2 separate regions of the Gossypium hirsutum genome follow, and region 2 is linked to region 1. A link is a contact called in public Hi-C data. All regions are on one chromosome and are shown on one strand. Each heading gives the region's core, a stretch centred on a gene start, on an enhancer-like site or on the middle of the called end of the contact. The rest is flanking DNA. Distances are from core to core; before and after follow the strand shown. Region 1 has its middle 77 kb from the start of LOC107901557. Region 2 holds the start of LOC121218309 (indole-3-pyruvate monooxygenase YUCCA6).

Evidence for each region. Hi-C and Micro-C count contacts between places; a contact is called where the count stands out from the background.
Region 2: a contact with region 1 is called in a Hi-C map of leaf, with 2.5 times the contacts expected there. The contact joins the promoter of LOC121218309 here to the enhancer-like site in region 1. A contact is called at or near these places in 5 of 34 Hi-C or Micro-C datasets (anther and leaf).

What each region holds. Positions count from the first base shown.
Region 1 is chrD06:21,493,406-21,496,051 of Gossypium_hirsutum_v2.1, reverse strand. No RefSeq gene overlaps it. Among protein-coding and RNA genes, the nearest start is that of LOC107901557, 77 kb to the right of the region's middle. Within about 2 kb of position 1,326, at least 3 of the 9 cell types and tissues checked have an H3K27ac peak or open chromatin away from gene starts, as enhancers often do. A contact at or near this core is called in leaf, where this site is marked.
Region 2 is chrD06:21,668,018-21,670,663 of Gossypium_hirsutum_v2.1, reverse strand. It overlaps LOC121218309 (indole-3-pyruvate monooxygenase YUCCA6), which reads right to left and starts at 1,312. Exons shown (of 4, transcript XM_041095366.1): 1 at 161-1,312. The coding sequence starts at 862.

The DNA of each region.
Region 1 (2,646 bases), core at 77-2,576:
TTGAAGAACTTTAAAGTCCCTTATTGGATTTTCTTTTCGAAAAATGAGTAGAGACATAGGAGTGAGATTTTTAGGGGAATTTTTGTTGGTTTTTTTTTTGTTTTTTTATTGGGTTCATGGATTGTTATTTCAAATTTTAAACTTTGGTTTGTTTTTTTTTTTTAATTTTTGTTTAAGCTTTAAAGGCATTTTATTATTGTTAGGGAGATTTGAAATTGTTTAACTAATCTCTCTGCTCTTCTGGTTGTAATTACTTTTTGCTTGTGTTTTAAGATTTACCAAAAATGCCAAATTGGGGATATTGTTAGGATTTAGAGTTGTTGTATAGATGAAGTGGCTTGACTTGTGCCAACATTGGCAACCACAATTCTCTAGCATAACACTAACTTTAGTTGGAAAAATTTTTACTTTATTTTTGTATTAGTTTCACTAATGTTTTATGTAGTAAAAAAAATTAGAATGTCAAGTATAAGAGCTTAAATAACTTTCTCTTCATGGGATAAGAAGCTAAGGCATATAAACTCCATATGATTTCTAATACTATGGAAGATAAGGTGTGAGAAGTCCTAGTAATTTTGAAGAGTTTGTTGTTGACGTGAAAAAGAGATTTGGTTATTTAAATGATGAGTGTTTAAAACAGAAGTTGAATGAGCTCATCAATCTTAGTGAGTTGGTTATTTAAATGATCTACATTATTGAATTATGTGATATGATTTTTATGTTAGTGATTAAATCTATTTGCTCAAGTAAGGAATTTGCTTGTTGAGATTGTCATCTTTGAATGACTGTATAATACCTACTAAGTGATAGAGAAAATATGTAATGGGAGGTTGCAACTTGAAAGTTAGAGGGTTAGGCTTAAATAATTGTTTCTTTATACTATGTTGATATTAGTGAAATGGTTCTCTAAGCAAGGCTCCACAGATATAGGTTAAGCATGAATTGTGTTGGCAGTCTATGTGTGCAAAGTCTTGTTGTTATTTCATTTGTTATGGCTTCAACTTTTATCATAACATAACTGAGCATACTTTTAATATGCACAAATTGATAACATTATTAAATGCTTCCATTAGAGTGGAGATGTGATTTTTTTTTACTGTTATTCAGTCACACAATCAAAGCTATGTAAAAATTTAGACAACCATATTCAAGTTAGTGATGTTTAGGCGCCAAGACACTCATACGGAGCTAGATGCATCAAAACCACTTCCCACCATATTAAAGTTAGTGATGTTAAGGCGAGCATTTTTTTGCACCTTGCACCTTAGGTTATTTAAGGGTCTTATAGCCTTGAGTCCGCCTAGCGATTTTGACAATACCAATTCAAGTAATAATAAATTTACATGTTAGTCAATTATTTAAAATTGTTTTTTAAATCATACAATCCCTTTAACGGTAACAACTAACGATGTTCTCAATGTATACTTACTAGCAACGTTATAAAAATAGATAAATAAAATTATGTCAGATTAAAGAGATTAAATCTGAAATTTCAACGTAGTAGAAGGATTACAATGAAATTTGATCAATTTAAATGGATGTCCAACCAAACGTGTTCATTTTGGTTTGCTTTTATCACATGCAAAGACTTGCTTAGAATTTAGGTAAGAAGATGGGCAAAGCATATTGGAACTAAAAGCAAGTACCTACAACCTTCCAAAAAAAAACAAAAAAGTACCTACAAGGCTAAAACTTTATGCATCTTCCTACTGTTTAACTAACCCAAAAAGGATACAACTATTAAGGCTTTTTAAGCTTTGTTTTTAATCTTTAAAATAAATTAATTTACCATTAAATAATGATTATGTACTTTTTGGCTTCAACCAAATTCTATAATCACATAGTTTTTTTAGTAATTAGTTTCCATAATTTATTTTGAGGTAATTGCTCCAAATGGCTTTACATTCTAGCTGAGTGCTTAAAGTTCTAGTTTCATATTAGTTAGGTTCTTCGGACAAGTTATTAGGTTGGATATTAAGTGTTAGTTTGAATCTAACGTGGGCTATATTTAAATATGTTGATCAAATTTTTAATACGTGTGTATATATTGTATAAATAATAACATATTAGGAAAAAAAGACGTAAATAAAATTTATACGAACAATTTGTTTTAACACGTTAAATTCAAGTTGTCCATCTGATAAGTATACACATATTTAAATTTAATCCATTTAAATATGTACAATATCATATGTAAGTTAACATTTAATGTCTAAACTACTAATAATTTGATGAATCAATTGAGACAATGAAATTTAGTATAATTTAAAAATTAAATAATAATTTAGAGATGGATGATGCAATTAAATTTTCTTTTATATATTTATTTAGCGGCGCGCAAAAGCTTAGTTGGGCCAGAATCTCAAAAGAAAAAAGAAAAAGACTTAAATACATGTAAATCTATACCCATTATACGACTCATAGTTTCAACAAAATAGAACTCCCAAAAGGCCTAACCCATGCTAAAACTCTGATAAAAGGTCCAATAAGAAATTTTAAACACATTATTGACAAAACTGTTGATTTCATTCAAATTAGATGCCTTTAGCGATGAAATGGCCCAATCAATCATGTTGGGGAGAGACAATCTAAATACACCCACCTTTTTTCAGCCCTCTCTACCAAAATCCACTTGATAGAAGTTGC
Region 2 (2,646 bases), core at 63-2,562, 170 kb before region 1:
TAATGAACTTTATTATAAAACAACTCAAAATTAAAAATTATCAATATCCTTTAGTGGGTTGATTTTTAGCTTTAACTGTTTATAGAGAAAATAGAAAAGAAAGGGGAAGAAAGAGAGACGCCATAGCCGTGGTTAAAAAGAGGGGTTTTTTTTTCCTTACTGTATCTCTGACCACAACTGAAGGCTTAGCATTGTGATTGTAGAGATCCAAACAGACCTCCATGCCTGAATTCCCACACCCCACCACCAAAACCCTTTTCCCTCTAAACTCTTCCCCACTTTTATATGAACTCGTATGCCTTATATCCCCACCGAACTCTCCCATTCCTTCTATCTCCGGCACCACCTCCTCCGCATTCTCCCCCGTCGCAACCACCAGCCACCGGCAAACGTATTCCGTCTCTTTTCCCTTCGACCTCACGCTTCTTACGCGCCAAAAACCGACCGTCGGGTCGTACTCGGCTCGCGAAACCGTCTCGTTGAACCGTGGCCTGATATCGAACTTCTTGGCATAGGATTCGAGGTAGTCGACGAATTGTTGTTTGGTAGGGTACGTAAGGAAGTCGGTAGGGAACCCCATGAGTGGGAGCTCGCAAAACTGCTTCGGCAAGTGAAGGTGTAGGCGATCGTAGGTCTTGAATTGCCACAACGATGCTATGCAATTGGATCTCTCTAGGATTACACTGGGTACACCTTTGGCTTTCAAACAAGCCGCCGCCGCCAGACCAGACGGCCCTGCTCCGACGATGAGTGGCCCCGGAACGTATACGCAACGCGACGACCGAGAACACGGTTTATTCATCTTCTCAATGAATATAGGATCATGAGCTTGTTTTCCTTCTATTTCTCTCAAGCTGTCCATGGAATACAAAAGAAGAAGTGAAGCTACCTTAATTTTGGGGTTTGCTAAGACTAAGAGCAAAGAAAAGGGGGTGGTGGAGCTTAAGAGAAAAAACAAAACTGAAGAGAAACCATGTTATTTTGACAAGAAAAAACGTGGTGTATGTTGTTGTAGGAGAAGATTAGGCGGAGGTTTAGTGATAAATTTACTCTCTTTAAAGGGAGATTAGGTTTTTGTGTGTGGCCTTTATATATTGGAGAGTTGTGATCCACTTAGAGTTGAAAAATTCAGTTGTTTGATCTATGATTTGGGGCTAAGCAGGTAATGGCTTAAACAGCATTTGAAGACTGAGAAAGAGAGAGAAAGAGAGTGAAACAGAGACGGAAGGAATGAAACAAAGAGACGGTGATATGTGTATAACTCTCTCTCTCTCTATATTCCTTTTGTTCACTCAAAAATTCATTTCATACATAGAAACATATGAGGGGGAATTAAAATTTAAGTGGTAAAGGAGGCTAAAAAAGAATTCAAGTGGGGACATCACATTACATCTATTCTTTTTATTAACCCCCCAAAATTGTGAACTAAACCTCCCTTTGGTTTATTAAATTCTTTTTATTTGTATTATCAATATAGTATCAAAAATTGTTATTTAATCGTGACTCAGGTGTGCTAGAAGACTAGTTTTGATATGATATATGGAAAATATTTATAATATGTGCATGTATGTATCTATCATAGATTTTAATGATGTTTAAAATTTGATCAATTTGTATTAAATACACTTTCAAAATGTCGATTAGGTTGATGGAAGGACTTGATTAATATGATATTAAAATTTTGAGGATTCAATTAAAATGTTTGAAAATTTAAGGGGACGTATGGTGAAAATAATCCTTTCTTAATAAATAATCCTGATTAAGATAAGTTAAAACAGTCATTAATCTAGAAGATTGTTGGTAGGATTCTCACTGGATTTGGAGTTTTTATTTTTATTTTTATTATGCTTGGCAATCATAGGTTGGACTTGAGCAAGGGGTAGGGATGGCAATGGAACAATGCGAATATTGTTAAATTTATTACCGTTTCATGGTTGGCAAGTTTTGTTCTATCATCCATCCCGCTCAATTATGAATGCATAATTTTGAAAATTTTTATTACCTCTATGGATGTTGGATTCATCTATTCCCGCTTCAATTCAATTTAATTTTTGTTACTTATATTTAATATTTTCAATCTTTTTAAAGTCAAATAAATATTTAAATATAATTCTTCAAAAAATATTTAAAAATAAAATATATAAATTTTCTTCTATATTACGTTTTTACCTTTTTACCTTCTAATAATCTATATATACAAAGATAAAATGATAATTTTATATAATGGAGTGGGTTGAATTGAGGTATTAGGGTAAGCAATTATCATAACTATTCCATACCCACTATTTAGAAGAAAATATACACCCTAAATCTTTTTTTTTTTTTTAAATCCACTCAATGGATTCAAAATGATCGAGCAATTTAAATTTTACCATCCGTGAAGGTTGAAATGCAGCGAAGATGTCAGCCAGATCCAATGGTGTTGAATAAGTAGAATTAATTAATTATATTATGGTATTTTCTTTGATTCTTGGGGCCGGTTCTGTAATCATGGGGGATTAGATTTAGTGACATTATTATTTCAAGTGAAAGTAAAAAAAGGATAAAAAGGTGAGATTGCAATGCATGTGCATTTTGTTCAGTTCTATGTATAACTTGTCCCCAAGTCATCAACACATGTTTTATCTTTGATTTTCTTCCTTTCTC